Regions from separate parts of the Rattus norvegicus genome. Here region 1 is linked to region 2. The links are chromatin contacts, called in public Hi-C maps. All regions are on one chromosome and are shown on one strand. The core of a region is the stretch at or near the end of the contact, and the rest is flanking DNA. Distances in the headings are between cores, read along the strand shown.

Evidence for each region. A called contact is a pair of places that touch in the nucleus more often than the background predicts.
Region 1: a Hi-C map of the A7r5 cell line shows a contact between it and region 2, with 7 times the contacts expected there. The contact joins two enhancer-like sites. A contact is called at or near these places in 3 of 12 Hi-C or Micro-C datasets (the A7r5 cell line, the Rat2 cell line and Schwann cells).

The regions. Positions count from the first base shown.
Region 1 is chr11:89,375,482-89,378,294 of GRCr8, forward strand. The region is part of intron 9 of Lpp (LIM domain containing preferred translocation partner in lipoma); the gene reads right to left. Among named protein-coding and RNA genes, the nearest start is that of Mir28, 100 kb to the right of the region's middle. Within about 2 kb of position 1,355, at least 11 of the 93 cell types and tissues checked have an H3K27ac peak or open chromatin away from gene starts, as enhancers often do. A contact at or near this core is called in the A7r5 cell line, where this site is marked.
Region 2 is chr11:89,213,672-89,216,882 of GRCr8, forward strand. All of the region lies in intron 1 of LOC102554451 (a long non-coding RNA gene), which reads right to left. Among named protein-coding and RNA genes, the nearest start is that of Tprg1, 260 kb to the left of the region's middle. Within about 2 kb of position 1,635, at least 6 of the 93 cell types and tissues checked have an H3K27ac peak or open chromatin away from gene starts, as enhancers often do. A contact at or near this core is called in the A7r5 cell line, where this site is marked.

The DNA.
Region 1 (2,813 bases), core at 105-2,604, 160 kb after region 2:
ATGAAAATTCCCATGTTAATTCTAATATACAGCTAGAGATCAGAAGTACTGAAGACATTCAAAGAACTGTCGACTACTAACATAGTCTCCGTGTGTAAGTGATGCAGTAGATATGAGAGGCAACACTGCTGCCAAGAACCACCGGAAACCCTTCTTACAAGGCTCATTACTTCCTGAATGCAGCTATCCTGTCTTGTTGTGATTTCTGACCATTATTCATATATTCTCAGCCTAAGGTTCATGAGAAAGCTCCGAGAAAGTCTGCCTGGATGTCAGCTAAGAAAAGGACTCCTGGCTAGGTGTGGTGCATACCTGTAATGTTCCTGCCCGTCACGCTGAGACAAGAGGACTGAGTGTTCTGGATCAGTCTGGGCTACATAATGAGACCCTGTTTCACAAAACAAAACAACAAACAAAACAATAACTACAGAAACAAGCATCAAATATAGCCATAAAAAGGAAGGGAGGAAGGAAGGACAGAGGAAACTGGCTCTTGTCCTTCAAAGGGAATTATATTCTTCGTAACTTTATCCCACAGGACAGGACTAAAGCCCCTGACAGGTAAAGGAATGGGAGTTCCATGCAGATTTCAGCTGAGCCAGTATCGGCCATATTGTCCTGTCCACAAGGATGCGGCTTCACAAAGGTCCTCTCCATGACTGGATAGAGAGGCAGAAAAGCTGCCTCCTTAAAGGAAGGGGACAACTTCCAAGAGAGCCTGAACATGAATATCCTACTCCTAGCTACTGCAGCATGCATGCCACAAATGAAAATGTGGGCCTCAGAGGGACAGACTGCTGGCTATCAGCGCTTCCAATTTCCCCAGTAGGAGAAAGGGAGGCCTGATCACCTCTACACTTGCTGTTCTGTTCCCTCAAAAGCAACATCAATTACTACCTCTGTCAGCTGGCCGCTCAGGGATGCTAACTGCCACAACAGCTGGGCTGTGTGATGTGGACCTGTGCCCAGCAGAGGCACTGGAGGCACACATCACTTGCAGGCCCTGGACTTTCCTCCTGTCATGATTCACTTCTTTAGTTTTGTTTTCTTTATGAGCAGCTAGTCTCACACTGAAAAGGCAGGGGAGTCTAAAAAGTCCTTTACACATTAAATTTTTTCCTTAAGAATTTCATGTGTGTGTGTGTGTGTGTGTGTGTGTGTGTGTGTGTGTGTGTGTGTGTATTCCTAATACTCTTAGCCTAACTTCCCTTCTCTCCCTACTACCCCAATCAACCCCAGCCCTCACAAACCAGTCAGTGCTAGTTAGACATTGTTTTATTCTAGTCTACACAATGTGGGGGAGATGGAGAGAATGTAAAAGCAAACTGAAAATAATTTTGGCAACATTCGTAGGAAATGACTAAGGGGCTCGGAAATGCAATTTTATGTAGCAGGGTTGTGGAAACACTTAACAGGCACATAGTAACTTTCCTCTCATCCTTGAGAGAGGGAGGAGGAAGAGGGAGGGGAGGGAGAGAGAGAGGGAGAGGGAGAGGGAGAGGGAGAGGGAGAGGGAGAGGGAGAGGGAGAGGGAGAGGGAGAGGGAGAGGGAGAGGGAGAGGGAGAGGGAGAGGGAGAGGAGTCCTAGGTCTTGGCCTCATATTCATTCAGAACTCCTCCCTTCTTGAGCCTTAGTAAAGAAGCACTCAGAACAAACAGTCCTGGGTGTGATCCCAACTACTGCCCAAAGAATACAAAACAAATTTGAGTCCTTCTGCCTCAGGGGGAGTTCAATACCAATTGAGTACTTGGAAAATAAGCAGGCAATTGAAATAGAGACTTCTAGATACTTTGATGGGGCAAAGAGGAGGCTATCACATAGGAGGTCTCCCCAGGGTCGTCTTTATTTTTCAGGACTTCTTGGCTAGAGGTGGGGATACAATAGGAAAGGTTCTATATTCTAAAAAGTGAAAATATTTGATCAGCCACAGAGGGGAGATGAATTGTCCATTTTTCAAAAGATCGGTGTGTGTGTGTGTGTGTGTGTGTGTGTGTGTGTGTGTACAACACTAAATGGACTCAGCAGCTTGTGTGTTTGTGTGAATATATATGTAATAATTCAAGTAGAAAACAAATTTGAGAGAGAATGGAAAGAGAGCATAGGGGATTGAAGAAGAGAGAAGAAGGTATGGAAATGTAAAAACAGTATGCATGTATTAAACTCTTAGAAAAATTAAAAAGGCGTCAATGGATTTAGTATCAAATACATTGGCAGGAAATGTTATGGTGTGTGAGGTAAGAAGAAAGGGAATGTGTCTTAAGTTCACTTTTATTTATACTTTATTAACTGATTTCTATAGTCGAAGGAAGCATTTTTATTTTAAATATGCAAATACCCTTTATATTAATCAAAAGTTGGCTAGTCTGCTAACTATCGACTCATGAAGGTTGAAGGCCATCTGCCTTTCATCTTGCTGGGAAAAGACTTACTTTAGCCCAGTGTCGTATCCAGGATATTATCTTGAGACAAGTCATCAGTCTCCCCCAGCTATCACCCGCTCTTCTTGTGTTCACTTACCTAGGTGTGTAGGTGTGTTTCCACATGCATGTGTATGCAACTTTATCACCAACAGAGCCTGATAAACCTGCAGGCAGAGCCCGGGAACAGAGCAGCTCCATCACCTCAGTGGTCCCTTTGCTGCCTTTTGCGTTTAGGCCCAAAAGCTTAGTTCCTTATTTCTCACCTCTAACCTGAGACTGCCCCACTCCTAACTAAAGAACTCTCCACACCTCACCACTAATGTTGTCTCCATTTCTACAATGTCACTCGAAGAATTCAATACACAGAATTGCTTAGTGAGTAACCTGCCGGA
Region 2 (3,211 bases), core at 385-2,884:
CTGTCACCTGTCACCTCGTCACTCACCATCCCCATGACCTAAAGGGAACTGTTTAGGTAAGCTTTCCTGCTTGACCTTGGTTTCGTGAGCTACTTCTCGCCAAAACAGCCTATCAAATACAGGGAAAAATGAGTTAATGATTTCAGTGGAAGTTGGTATCCACCATCGAGCTGTGAAATAGGAATCGATGGGTCTTCTCTTTCCACTGAGGACTTAGGGTGGTTTCCGTCAGTTCAACAGCCTTAAACTCACAGAATTCTTCACTTGCCTCATTGATGTTGCACCAGCTAACCTCTACTCACTCATTTGCTTGTGTGTATGTAAGCCTTCTTGAAACAACAGTATCGAAAGCGAGAGCGTTTTGATGCCAACTATCAAGCAGGTATACACGTATACGTCCTCAAACCCAAGGGCAAAGAGAACATTTCCAGGACACAAATCTTTACCTAAAGGTCCTTAGGTAACTTTGATAACACCATTACAATAACTTCCTACATCGGACTTGACAGCAAACCTTAACGTATACCAAACTGGACTTCCAAGGCTCAGTTCTAAGTTCCAAGCCACACACAACTCTAAGGCTTCCTAGGACTTCAATGCAGGATATGAAGCTAGGGAAGGACTGGTTAGAAAGGAGGCATGGCTGTCTTGTCAAATGCAAGTGTCTCAGATGGAGTAGGAAGTCGATGGCAGACAAGTCTAGACAGAGGTCAATGACCCGGCCCTGGGGTGCAGATGTACTACTCTGTGAATTAGATAAAGATCTTTGTGCTCCAGATACCCAGGGACTGTTTTTTCAACTAGACCTGGCTAAGATGTTGAGCTGGGTGAGGCTTCCTTCCCAGAGAACAAGGTTCTGGAGTTGGTTTTGTGCCTAACAAGTCAGTTACCTCCTTCCCACCTCTCTGTCCAAACACTCATGAACACCACACACACACACACACACACACACACACACACGCGCGCGCATGTGGGAGTGCACACATACGTTGTTTCCCTCTGGTCTCCACTGCATAATTATAGCATGGTAGATCTGCCAGGGAACTATCCCTCATATTCAAAGAGAGGGAAAGCGAAGCTCTGTTGGATCAAAGTTGCTGCAGTCGATTGCTGCCCTCCACCCAACAGCCAAGAGCTCACTGAACTGCCACAGCCCAGTTCAATGCAAGTGTTGACATCTCATAGCCCTCAGAAATAGCTTCCTGGCCCGACCTAGCACTGAAGTCCTCTACACTCTGACCACTGTCTTCTTGAATTCGGGCTTCTTATCTCCTCAGATCCTTGCCCTGACTCAAGCAGACATACACTCCCAACACTTCAAGAAGGCTGACGCCCATACCCATTTCCAGTTCCTAGGGTGCTGTTGTCAGTGAACCAGGCATCCAGAAGCCATGGAAACATCCTAAGGGAACCACCCACACCTCCCCCATCTCTGTGCCTCACCAGAAAGTAAAAAACATATTTGCAGCTAATTTTTACTTTAATAATATTTTTGTGTAATTATTAAGGACTCTTAAAACTCCCCATCCCTCCCGCGTGGTAGGAATAATAAACATGCCCGTTTTATTGGAGAGGGGGTGAAGGAAGTGAGACCTTACACACAGAAAGGGAGTATGATTCATCTCCAGCAAGCAGTGAGTCAGTTGAGATGGCCCAGGCACCCTAACACCGGACGGGGGTTGGCATTAGCAAGGCCGGGCCTACTGTTCTTTCCAACCTTTTAATATCTTCTGCAGCTTCGTGCTTCTTGCACCAGTTCGATTCTGATTAAGTTGTTTATTGTGATGCAAACAGCAAGGGATGTGGTCTTTTCTAAATTCTGAAAAGAACCTGAAATGTTCACATATTTTACTAGGAGCTCTGAGCTCCCCAAAATGGGAGGTTCTTGGGCATCCTGTAATGAGAATTCTGAAAAATATTGGGCAAGGCCAATATTTGCCAAAGTCCAGCTGAAGTTGGAAGGGGGGACTTGTCCCTAAACAGGTGGTGCTCTTCTCTGGTGTCTAAGACATATTTTTTAACACCTAGTGACAGTTTTCCTGTGTAGGTCTGAGAAGTGTAAGAAGGGCTGTGGTGAACTACTTTTGTGGAGTTGGACTGTGAAGAAATCCTGGGAAAACTTGCCAAAAGGAAAGTGATTGAGGCTCTTCCTGCAGGCTGCCCCGAGGGAGGGAGGAAGAGGAGGATAAAGGAAGCCCCACCCCCACCCCCAGAAGACTTGTGAGACCAGTAAGGTTGGCCAGCCCCAGGACATCCCTCAAGGCAACTACCACTTTTCCAAGCCAGACACTCACATAAAGGCCCTCAGTAAGGAGACTACATAATATGCGACCCAAGTCAGACATTTTAGGGTGACAGAGGAAGCTTTTCGTGATTCCAGGCTGTGGTGCCACACACCTTTTAAACCATCACTCAGGTGGCAGAAGCAGGCAGATCCCTGAGTCAGAAGCCAGCCTGGTCTACAGAGCAAGTTCCAGAGCAACCAAGACTACACAGAGAAACCGTGTGTGTGTGTGTGTGTGTGTGTGTGTGTGTGTGTGTCTGTGTCTGTGTGTCTGTGTGTCTGTGTGTCTGTGTGTGTGTGTTTATAAAAGGCCTAAACAAAGAAGGTAAATCAGGAAGGACAGGTGCTGGATGGCTTTTGCCATTGGTGTTGATATTGACAAGGAATGATCTCTACCCATGGAGCAGCAACTCCCATGTAAGAGAGTTAGCACAGGCGCAAAGGGGCTGGCTATCTGGAGATGTTATGAGTCTCTCTGAAAAACTGAAAGAAGGCAGCAGCATGAGAGAGGTGTGGGCACCCAAGCTGAGATTTCATGGCCACAGAGGAGTTGAATGCATAGCAGTAGGAAGTGAGGCAGAGGTCATCAAGCCCAAAATTAGCCTCTGTGGGATGCTCAGGGAAAGGCAGTCAATCCCATAGGGCTGCCGTAGACTGAGGCAAGAATAACAAGGGTGCCCTGAGCATGGTTGGACCAAACACTGCAGTAGACAAGCTGACTTCTGTTTGTAAGTATGGTTCACCAAGTCAAATCTCCCCTGGGTTTGCTTTGTGACCAGCCACGGTTAGTCTCTGACAGGTAAGTAGTCTTCTCTGTCACTCAAGGACTTGAGGAAGACACCACTTCCAGTTTCACTACCAAGCACTCTCTCACTCTAGCCACCTGAGAAAGGGGTTTGGACATTCACAGGGAGCACCATTTTGGCA